3 separate regions of the Mus musculus genome follow, and regions 2 and 3 are each linked to region 1. A link is a contact called in public ChIA-PET and Hi-C data. All regions are on one chromosome and are shown on one strand. Each heading gives the region's core, a stretch centred on a gene start, on an enhancer-like site or on the middle of the called end of the contact. The rest is flanking DNA. Distances are from core to core; before and after follow the strand shown.

Region 1 (3,947 bases), core at 1,196-3,695:
CCTCCCCCCTCTTCCCCTGCCCCTTTTAGTTCCCACAGACCTTGGAACTTTGGACTAGAAAAGCAGTTGAAATCAAGTTGGACTCAATGGACCATTCTAAGTAGAAAAACGGAAGCTATTGGTGCTGAAGGTGACTGAAATTGTCAGGGCCTGGCTTAGAAGGTTTCAGAGGAGAAAAATTTCAGTATGTAGCTTAAAGATCATGCTTCTGATATTTTGACAAAGAACATGGCTACTTTCAATCAAAAAAGTCTGCCTACAGCTAAATTGAAGTGTTATGGATTAACAGCTATAGCAGAAGCCTAACACTAGGCTTTAGCCTAGTGTTGACTGTCTTGTATGGTTATTAGTGGCCAGACTTACGCAGATCTATAATGAAAAGAAGCAAACAGAGCAAGGAAAAATACAAACTGAACAGTTTGTAGAGAAAAGGAGCACCAGAAAATGTATACAAAGAAAACCATGATGCTAATTAGAGTAAAGGGAGTGATGACCTCAGAGCAAGACCCCACACAACCAAGCTTCCAATTTATGAAAAGGAATGAAAGAAAAGTGAAAAAGAATTAAAGAAAAGTTTAGATCTGGGTGTAGTGATGAACAGCTTTAATCCTAGAATTCTGGAGGCAGATATCTGTGTTTGAGAGCAGCCTAGTTGCTCTCAACAGATGGAGTTACAGGATTGCCAAGCTTAGACAGTGAAGAAAACCATCAAAGCCAGAAAGCTGGTGAAAATTTATTTGAACAAGGGGTCCATGTTCCAGTGCCTGGGTAACTGCTGCCTGTCTAGCCAGCCATTTTATGCTGTTACTGATGTTACAAGGAAACTTTCTCATGTGTTGTCACTACTGTTACTAGGAAACTTGCTGATGCCTGAGTTGAATGCATATTCTGTTATGTTCTATGCTTTGAGGTTCTTGGAAATCAAACACAATAGAGGTCAGTCAGAACTGCTTTGAATAGTTAGCCACAAGAAACTTGGACCTGAACCAACTGTTCAGCAGCATTTCCTGCACTTGTGTATGAAAGGCTGACTCTGGGATGTACCCCAACATAAGAGAGACACCTGTACAACTATAAGAAGTCATTTGGAATAAGTCTTCCACTTTGAGTAGGGATCAAGTAAAGTTTTAAGTTCCCAAAACCTCCCTGGGAATTGACACCGTACTTGACAGAAAGACACACATTTATGGGTAACTGAAATCCTTTTGGCAAGTTAAGACATGAATGTTAGGCAAGGCAAGTCCCCTGCCACAGTAGAATACTCCCAACAAATGGGAACAGGATAATTGTACAACAAAGACATGTTTGTAAGGAAGTGTCCCATCCCTAAATCCTGATTGATGGAATAACTTGGCACAGATGTTTGTGGATTTCAGGCTTAAAAGATCTATAGGATTCTAACTCAGTGTAACAGCCTCCCCTGTGGCCCCAAAAATCAATCAGTCCTGGGGAAAATTCCCAATAAACTATCCATGTATGAGATTAGTGTTGGTGTGGTTTTGGGGGTGAATCCCAAACCCCAATACCAGAAAGCAGCAGAATTTACATCTTGGGCCACATTCTGGTTTTAGAGCAGTGGTCCTCAACCTTTCTAATGCTACACCCCTTTAGTTTGGTCCCTCATGTTGTGACGATCCCATCCACAAAATTATTTCGTTGCTACTTCATAACTGAAATTTTGCTACTGTTATGAATTATAACATAAATCTTTGTTTTCTGATGGTCTTAGGTGACTCCTGTGAAAGAGTTGTTCCACCTCCAAGGGGGTCGTGATCCACCACTTGAGAACCACTGTTTTAGAATTAGGATATAAGAGAGGAATTATAGAATCTCCCTCTGTGACTAAGGTGAGCCACTGAGTCCAGGTGTATAGCAGGGGTATCCCTGCATGGAGGTCCATAGAAGCCATTAAGTGAAGCTCTGAAGATGAAGCCTAGATTGCCATGGAGACCTCAACATGTTGACAGTGCCATAGTTATGGGATACTTGCCAAGGAAAACTTCTAATAGGTAATGGAACCAGCCCAAGTGACAGAAGTATGTTACAGTCAACAAAGATGAGAAGTGTTGGAGATTTAAAGACACTGGGACATTAGGCATGGAAATGCAGAGTTTGGAGTAGCCAGCCCACCATTTCTGTTGGAAGTATGAGATCTGCTTTTTTTTTATTTGATTTTTATAGGGAATTACAGTTAAGAGATTGTCATGAGTCTCAGAAGAGACTTTGAATTTTGGATTTTAATCAACATTGAGAATGATAGATATGGGGACTTTTGAGGTTGGATTTAATGCTTTCTGCATTATGATATGGCTACAAGCCTATGGTGTCAGGGAGTAGAATGTGGTAATTTGAATGAAAATGGCCCCCAGAGGCTCACAGGAAATGTCACTATTGGGAGGTGTGAATTTGTTGGAGTAGGTGTGGCTTTGTTGGAGGAAATGTGTCACTTGCAGTGGGTTTGTGGTTTCAGAGGCCCAGTGTCTCTAAATCTTTCTGCTGCCTGTGGATCTGACTGTAGAACTCTCAGCTACTTTCCAGTGCCATGTTTGTCTGTGAGCAGCCATGCTTCCAGCCGTAATGATAAAGGACTAAACCTCTGAACTCTAAGCCAGTCCCAATTAAATGTTTCTCTTTATAAGAGTTGCCTTGGTCATGGTGTCTTTTTTTTTTAATTGGATATTTTCTCTTTTTTTTTCTTATTAGATATTTTCTTTATCTACATTTCAAATGTTATCTCCTTTCCTAGTTTTCCCTCTGAAAATCCCCTGTCCCTTCCCCCCTTCCTTTGCTCCCCAACCCACCCAATCCTGCTTCCTGGCCCAAGGATTCCCCTATACTGGGGCACAGAACCTTCACAGAGGCCATGGTGTCTCTTCACAGAAAAACAAAACAAAACAAACACACAAAATAGTGAAACAAAAAAGCCAAAAACCCTAAGACAGTCTTTAACAATGAAAAATTTAAAGCAATAGCTAAAGTACTAAAATTATAAGCAGGTAGTATCTCAATTTAGTATCAGCTTATCTAGGAAAATGAAGGAGCTTCAACTTAAAAGAAGTTGGAGACAAAGGTGAAAACTATTTTATGCCCTTTAACCCAAGTCAGTATTTCAGAATAAAGTTGTGAAATTATATAACTAAGTATATGTTTCAATAGTGTATCATAGACTAAGAAATTGCCCAGAAAAAAGGGGTGGAGGAGAAAGAAAGACAGAGAGAGACAGAGACAGAGAGATTTTCTTGGTTCTGCAGGTAGGAAGATAAAGAGCAAGGTGCCAGCATCTGGAATCTGGTTTCCCACATACCTTGCTGCTGTCCTCTCACATGTCCAGTTGTAGAACAAATGGCAGAATGGGGCAATTCATGTGGGCAGCCCTTACAGTGATAGTATCAGTCCTCCATGAGGCTGAGAACTTGAACATCCCTCCGGTGTTCACCTCTCAGTGCTACCGCCCTGGTGATAAAATGACTAGCTCCGGCTTAATTGTGCATACATGGAGGCCAAGGATCACACACTGAAACACACATGTGGATCTATAAGATACATGAACATGAAGAACATGAAGGTTTGCTGCTTGGCTTCTTGGCTCTTGTGTTTTCAGTGGCCGTTGTTCCTGAAAGGGACTGAAGCATGCTGACCATCACCCCCAAGCCCCATGGTGACTGTGGCTTAAGAGAATGAGAGGTCTGGGGCTCTTTCCTTGGAGAGCCTCTGATGTGGTTATTTCTTCAGTGTTCTTTCCCTGGAACTCACCAAGTGCCTGCAATGATCCTCCTCAAAAACCAAGGGCCATGGGCATGTCAGGCAAGCACTAGCTACTAACCCACAACCCAACTCAAGTTAAAAGATTAATGGTGGGGACTAATATCCAACATATATAAAGAACTCAAGAAGGTGGACTTCAGAAAATCAAATAACCCCATTAAAAAATGGGGCTCAGAACTGAA
Region 2 (3,960 bases), core at 329-2,828, 200 kb after region 1:
TCTTGGTCCCTCCAAATCCATCTGCCACCAGAACCCAAACTGATCTCTCTCTCTCTCTCTCTCTCTCTCTCTCTCTTTCTTTCTCTCTTGCCCTTTCTCCCTAAGACAGGGTTTCTCTGTAGCCCTGACTCCTGAACTCACTCAGTAGACCAGGCTGGCCTCGAATTCAAAGATCTGCCTGCCTCTGCCTCCTGAGTACTGGGATTAAGGGTGTGGGCCACCACCACCCAGATCCAAACTGATTTTTCTAAAACTGAAATTTTGACATTTTACCCCCTTGACATACTTCAAGAGCTCTCCAACACTTGGAAATTTAGACAAAAATGTCTTGGCAAGGCCATTCAAAACATAGTCTTTGGTTAGCTTTCCCCATTGTCCCCAATATCTAGATTTGTTATGTCCTCACACACCTGCATACCTATAACTTGTCTGTCTTGCAGTGACCTTGCCCATACACCCCCTCCCTGGTCCAAATCAGGGGTCACTTTGCCAGAGACAGACATCTTTGGGAAACTCAAAACTACTGTTTAGCTATGTGTCATCCAAACAAGTACCTGTGGGGTAACTGTCATCATCCATGCTTTCTGTTACCACCAGAAGACCAAACGCATCCTAATACAGGATGCCTCTATCCCTAGCACACAGTCCAGACCCCAGCCTTGTAAACCATTACAAAACACGGTTATGAGGGCTCATTTACATAAACGTCAGCCACAACTGAGTGGTAGAAGCACAGAATCATGGAGCTTCGGAACTGACAGGACACAAATGCTATGGGATGTTTTCATGTTATTAACACAACTAAAAACCAAAAACAAACAAATAAAAATGCAGAGCCTGTCACTTGTCTCCAACCTCAGGTGACCACACCCAACTTGCCACTGCTGCTAGAGACCATTCGGACTCTGTGTCGCCAGACACCACACCCACTGAGACTGCTGCGGTCATTTTACTTGAAAGAAGTCTCAGTAACCACCCCCGAAGACGCGCACACAGTTGTAACTTCTGCGTGCTTTCCTTTTGCTTGTTCTCCGTCTCCACCCTCATCCCGCCTCGCAGAATCGCTTGTAGCCAACACTGGGATTGCTGCCCCCAGAAGCTCTTCTACACGGAAGCAGACACAGACAGGGAGCTCAGAACAACCAGATGGCTCAGTAGGTCCTCTTGGCTCTTCAACAGTCCTACCCTCCTGACCTTACTGCCCTGGCCTGTTGACCTCCCAGCCAACCTCAGGTCCCTCCCAACTGAGCTAGGAAGGGTGCTGGTGGTACAGAAAATTGGGACCCAGAGCTGAGGTGCACGCGGGACTCAGGGCGCCTCAAGGCCCGGGACCCATCCTTCCTCTACAGCCCGGTACACCGGAGCAGCACGGGAACAGCGACCCGGCGCTGGTCCGTCCCTGCACCGCCCCTCCCCGCCAGAATTGCACAGGACTCGGAGGGAGGGGGCCTGAGAAATAAATACCTTTGACTTTGTGGCTAAGGTTAACGGGAACGGCTACCCAAGGGGCGACTTGGGTACCGGGCTCCGGGCCATGGCCAGTCCCGGGGCAGGCGGGGCAGGCGGACGCGTGTGATTGGCTGGTCGCCCTGCACCGCCCCGCTGCGGATTGGCTGAACGGCTCAGATGACACTCCCGGCCCTATTGGTGCAGCCCGCGGGGCGGCCCCTTTGTTCTCCGGAGCCAATAGCCAGGGTCTGACCTCGCCTGCGGCCGCGCGGCCCTAAGCAAAAAATCAGTGAGCTGAACACTGCTGGGGTGGAAGAGGTGGCCCCCTAATGCTCTGTGCCCCGCGGAGCATAGTTGCTGTGCCCGTCCACCAGGTGCCTCGGATCTGCCCACCTTTGAGCGCTCTGCCTCCCGCACAAGCGCGTATTGATATCTGAACTCGCGGCGTAGGTGCGGGGTACCACGGTAGTGAGGTGCCATTAGGTTTCCTTGCTTGGAAGCCATCGCGGGCCAAATAGAACACAGCACTTTTAGGACCCCTCTGGAGAGTATATCTACTTTATTGTGGCTCTTTTTCTTTACTCCCTGAAAGCTATGTTTAGGCGGCATTGCTCACACTTGCCTATTGCACATTGCAGGGCTCTTTTGCCTCGTGAGGGTACAGTGAGCCATCATCAGCCAGCATATCATCAGACCACACTGAGTCATGATAAATTATGTTTGGAGCTGTTTGCAAGTGGCTTTGGAAATCATTGCATTCGGGGAGCTTTTTCTAGCTGAGAAAACAGGTCTGAAGAGGTTACCTAACCGCATCTAATTTCACTATGCACTAAGGTTCTGTTGAGTGAAATATCTTCTAGCTGCTAACCAGGTCCAGACTGCCAAGAAGGGTGATTGGTTCCCAAACACCTCCAGGAAAGTGTTTTCATTCCCACCCTTTCCTATACATCTGATAGAATTCCTCCCACCTCTGCCTTGAGTTTGGTCGCAGCTGGGTAATCACAGTGGGGTCAACTGGAAAGATACTGCATTTTCTCTCCAGAGCTACTTTGGAGGTGCATTTGGGACCAGGATGGATGTCCTGTAACCCCTACCATGGCACCAATCTGTAACTGTTCAAGCCTCTAGGCCCCCAGCTGCTGTTCAGCTGTCAAGCATTGTGGAAACTGGGGCCAAGTTTCTAGCCATTTTCCACTAAATTCATGTGCAGTCATCACAAGAGAGAGTTTTCTGTTTCTGGACTTTGATGTGTTTGCCTGTGAAATAGATGAGTGAGTTTTCCCACCTGCTTATGTGCCTTTCTGGATTTTCATTCCTACCTCTCAGAGCAGCATTCTAGTTTCAGATCCTCCACCAGCTAGTGTGGCCCAGGAACAACACTTCCTATCCAGAGTGACAGACTCTCCAGACTGACACTCAGGACCAAGGCTGTTCCAGAAGTGGAAGAATGAAGCACAGTAAGTGAAGGCTAGCCTATCTTACACACTGAGATAGTTCGTTCAAGGCCAGCCTGGAACTGTATTAGATCCTGTCTCAAAAAATAAATAAATAAATAAATAAATAATTTTTAAAAATGTTTAAAAAGAAAGAAAAAAAGCAAACTATGTATTGATGCACATACACAGAGTCTATATTATAAAATCTGTGAGGGGGGGTTGGTGCATGTGGGGGCCAGGGGGTCACATTATGCATCTTCAGGCACCTTCCATCTTGTTTGAGACAAGGTCTCTAATTAGCTGGAACTTCATCAAATAGGCTAGGTTCACTGAGGTGGCCAGCAAGATACTGGGATCTCAGTATCTGTGGGATTGTGACCCACCATACTCAGCTTTTGTTATGGCCTCTGGGAAGCAACACTCCAGTCTTCATGCTTGCAAGGCATATATGTTCTACAAGCCAAGCCATCTCCCCAAACCCAGTATTATGTGACCAAAACCAGCACACTAATTTCTTTTTTATACAGTGGTGGTCAAGGCTGAAAGGGTGAGCTGGGGAGATGGCTCAGCAGTTAAGAGCACATGCTGCTCTTGCAGAGGACCTGGGTTTGATTCCTAGAATTCACATGGTGACTCACAACCATCTATAACTCCAGTTCCAGGGAGTCTAATACCCTTCCCTGGTCTGGCCTCCATGGGTTCCGGGTACACACATGTACACAAACATACATGAAGGAAAATACAACATACACACACATCTTTAAGACAAAAGGAGGCAGAAACAGACCCGAATCTCAGCTTCTAGTAATTAGTATTCCAGGACCGTGTGCAGGTGTTTACATGAATTTGAAGGGAGAGCAAGAGCTGCAGGTGTTTACATGAATTTGAAGGGAGAGCAAGAGCGCCCGGAGCAGCCCATCAGGTGGGATCAGATAGAACTTAGCAAAGTCCATTCACAAAACAAACAGTTGTTCTTTTGCACTCCTCTGTTTGGGGACTGGTGCAGAAATGACAGGCGAGAGGGCCTGTTGGTACCTGACAAGAAGAGCAGGCAGCTGTGTGTGAAGCTATCTGT
Region 3 (3,574 bases), core at 634-3,133, 250 kb after region 1:
TGTTCAGTACTTGTTTCTAGTTTGTCGTTTGTTTTTCTGAAAATCCAGTCCTAATGGTTATAGAACTCGTAGGTACAACACCTTTGGCAGGTCCACTGGAGCGCTGAGAATACTGGAATGCTGGAGGGGTAGAGGAGGGAAAGACTTGGAAGTGTTTCTCAGATGGAGTACAGGGGCCCAGGCAAACAGGAGTAAAACACACCACAGGAAAGAGGTGAAATACGAGGTAAGACACACGGGAAAGGTTTGGGGTGCGTGAAAATAGCAAGGAATCTTATTTTTCCTGACAGACGAGGAAACAGAATGGCCTGCAGGCGTGCAAGCCAATGAAGGGAGGTCGTGGGAAATGATAACTGTCCACAGTCCAAAGCCTATGCGTCCCCCAGAGAAGCCACATAGCTGTAAAACCAGCAACCTGCAGATGAGTAATTTTTGGCATCTGTTCACCTGGACTAGGAGATGCCTCAGCATGTACCCTGTGTTGGCTGATTAGATTAGAACTTTCTCTTGACTATTTTGTCAGTCCTTTTCAGGAGCATGCCCAGATGGGACCTGGCTCCCTAATTCTACCCTGTTACACCGCACAAACATACATCCAGGGGCATTCCACAGTCCCACTCTGTGCAAGCTTGCCAGCCTCCTCTCCTCTCACATTCCTACACCTGGGGAAGAAGGAGCTCTAGTCTCCCACACAACCAGAGAATTTAAGCCAGTCAGTGTGAGATGCCAAAGCTTTTAAATTCAGACTCCATTTTAGAGAATCTGACCTAAGCTTGAACTCAGGTAGACTACAGGCCGGTATCTAGCATTAGTATCCAAGTTGTCCCCACAACAAAACCTGAGCCTAGCTCGTCTCTAGGCTAATCCCCAACAAGAGCAGAGTTTCCAAGTTACACCCCTAACAAGACCAGTATCTCCTGGTTATTCCCCCAACAAACCTGCACCCCAGGTTGCAAGCCCAACCCTTGCCTAATGACCACCCATGCAGAGGGGAGCAGAAGTTAAGTTTATGATGTGACTCCCAGCACCAGCCAGTTATATTAAAGGCCAAAGTAGCTTTCCATTTAGATGCTCGCATTCGTATTCCATGTTTGGTGCTTACTATAAAGCCTTGCCACATAGACATTCGGGGCTCCTCCCCCACCAAAACCGTCCTGTGTGAGGGTGGTGCATTGGGGGGGCTTGAGCTAGCTCGAATAGAATAAAGACCCTGCTGTGAGTTGCATCAGATCAGCTCCTGTGTGTGTGTGTGTGTGTGTGTGTGTTTGGCGGGGGGGGGGGGGGGGTCACTAACTTTTCCCTGGCACAACAGTGGAGGATGTTTTAAACAACACTCCGCCATCTTCTGAGCTCACATAGCCAAAGTGACAAAAGCCACGGATAAGTTCCTGCTGGGAGACTACACTTCCCAGCTTCCTTTGGGGACTACTGAAGTCATTTCCACCCATTTCTGACCCCAATAAGGGGCCGCATCCTTCTTCCTTTGTAGGCATTTTTGCCATTTGCATATCTTGTGACAAATGCTCCCTCACCGAGAATAAACAAGACCAAAACTTTTTCCGCCTTTTTCTCTACGGCTGCTCTTTTAAAATAATCTATCACACTAGCGGAACCCTTGTTGTTATGTATACCAAGAGGCTGTGATTGTGGGATAGGAAATCCAATCCTAATGTCTCCTGGCCACCAAGGCAGCACCCACCTCACCGGCCGCGATTGTTACCGGTTAAAGCGTTCTGTCTGTTAACTGCACTCAGAGCAGTGCCTGGGGCTGAGGGCGTGGCCACTAACCGCGGGCGGTTCCAGAAGAATCCAGCATCCCCCAAACAAACAGAACACGCAACTCGGTTTCTGGCGCAGGCCCAGCCGACCCGGAACCTGCGAAAGGCCGGAAGGGGCGGGGAGTGGTGCGACGCAGAAAAAGTTGTTTTTAAGGGACGCGCTGCGGCTGGCAGGGTACGCAAGTGACGCAGATTACACAACCAGAGGAGCTTCTAGCTCTTTGTGCTGGAACCCGCGGCCAGTGCTGCTGGAGGATTTTGTTCCTGTTAGTTTGGTCATTAGCACATTTGACAGAGCGACGTTGGGAAAGGCATTTATGGTTCCTTAACGAATGTGTTCTGTGACATTCAGTATGCTAGGCTGCAGGCCAGTGGTGACCTAGATTTTCTAACCCGATAAACGGTGCCTGGTACGTGCTCGCCCACCCCTCTCCGAACCCTGCCCCTCACAGCGGTGCAGTCATGCTCACCGCCTAGGACTGCAGACAAAAGGTGCCACAATAACGATAAGAAGGACCCCTTGTGGGAACCTTACCCGTATTTTTAGAAAACTACATCAGAATGTTTCCTGAGATAAATGTGCACTGCCTAGTGATATTCCCAAAGGCCTTGCCCCCAGAGATGTCACCAACGCAAACTGCCACCTTTGTAAATGACATTGTCCAACGGATAAAGAGGTCACCTTAACTAGGCACAGGGGAGAATGCCTCTCACTTTCTTTCACAGGCCACTTGGAAATGTCTACATTGGGAGGGTTTTCCATCTCCTGATGCTTTCTGTGCACTCAGACAAAGCAATCCCAGTTCAGTCCACACCCTTCCAGCCTGGGCTGGCTAAGTATAGGCACAGTTTTGTTGTTGTTCACATCTTTGCACTGTATCACAGTGCAAAGTCCTTAATGAATACGTGTTTGATGACGTTCAGTGTGCTAGGCTGCAGGCCAGTGGTGACCTAGCTTTTCTAATCCGTCAAATGGTGCCCGGTATCCATTTGATCTCCCTTGAACTTCTCCATGTGATGGACCAGCCTGAGTCTATTTTAAGATTAGAAGCTATAAATGTTCCTTCTAGGAAGGTGTGGAACCCCAAGAACCGCACAACTCTTAGCAGAGAGAGTGTCCCAATGGTAGACATGGTAGCCTAGGAACCACACAGCTCAGAGGTAGGACAGTGTCCCAATAGAAGAGCGTCCTGAGACACAGGAGCCCAGGAACCACATAGCTCTGAGAGGAAGCCTCCTCAGCAAGAGGCACTGCAGCTCCCAGGGAAGGGTATACCCAGCTGAGCTCTGGAGCCTCAGCCCCGCTCCACTTCTCTTCATTGCTTCTTTGCTTCTTCTGATGCTAAAAAACAAAAACAAAAACAAAAACATCACATCAGGAATCAAATCTCATTTAAAAAAAAACAAAAACAAAAAAAAAAACAAAATAGGGAGGGTCCAGGGAGAGAGGGGACAAATCCAGGAGTGGCTGCCTCTGCTTCCAGGAGCAGACAGCAAGGCTGTTGAACAAAGGGCAGGGCTTATATAGGATTTCTTATGGATGGAGCTTTTCAGGGCAGAGATTTCCAGGTTGAGGATTGGTGGGATTTCAAGTCCTGAGCTTGGAGAGCTCAGAGATTGGTGAGGTTTCCTATTCTGGGATTGGTGGGGGTTTGTGGGAAGCTCAGGGATTGGTGGGTTTTTTTGCTCAGGGACTGGAGGCATTTTTCACCTCCCTTTCCCTGCTTTGGGCCCATGGCTGAGGCGACATCACTGCTGAGCTTCTTGGGAGTCTGAAGAAGAGGTGTCGCCACCGT

What was found. Hi-C and Micro-C count contacts between places; a contact is called where the count stands out from the background. ChIA-PET counts read pairs in DNA pulled down with a chosen protein or histone mark.
Region 2: an RNA polymerase II ChIA-PET map of effector CD8 T cells shows a contact between it and region 1, with 10 read pairs. The contact joins the promoter of Zfp775 here to the enhancer-like site in region 1. A contact is called at or near these places in 2 of 39 promoter capture datasets (liver and pre-B cells), 1 of 484 Hi-C or Micro-C datasets (B cells), 4 of 115 datasets of contacts at active chromatin or transcription factors (the 230-238 cell line, CD8 T cells and effector CD8 T cells) and 2 of 9 other capture datasets (adipose tissue and liver).
Region 3: a contact with region 1 is called in a Hi-C map of natural killer cells, with 3 times the contacts expected there. The contact joins the promoter of Lrrc61 here to the enhancer-like site in region 1. A contact is called at or near these places in 1 of 39 promoter capture datasets (the HPC-7 cell line), 1 of 15 datasets of contacts at CTCF or cohesin (large pre-B cells), 4 of 484 Hi-C or Micro-C datasets (Th1 cells, group 2 innate lymphoid cells, natural killer cells and 1 more), 3 of 115 datasets of contacts at active chromatin or transcription factors (the 230-238 cell line, CD8 T cells and effector CD8 T cells) and 1 of 9 other capture datasets (embryonic stem cells).

Annotation. Positions count from the first base shown.
Region 1 is chr6:48,800,604-48,804,550 of GRCm38.p6, reverse strand. No RefSeq gene overlaps it. Among named protein-coding and RNA genes, the nearest start is that of Gm30781, 3.7 kb to the right of the region's middle. Within about 2 kb of position 2,445, at least 56 of the 459 cell types and tissues checked have an H3K27ac peak or open chromatin away from gene starts, as enhancers often do. A contact at or near this core is called in the 230-238 cell line, CD8 T cells, the HPC-7 cell line and 5 more, where this site is marked.
Region 2 is chr6:48,599,625-48,603,584 of GRCm38.p6, reverse strand. Zfp775 (zinc finger protein 775) reads right to left here and starts at 1,578. Exons shown (of 3, transcript NM_173429.3): 1 at 1,465-1,578.
Region 3 is chr6:48,553,108-48,556,681 of GRCm38.p6, reverse strand. It overlaps Lrrc61 (leucine rich repeat containing 61), which reads right to left and starts at 1,883. Exons shown (of 3, transcript NM_177736.3): 1 at 1,700-1,883.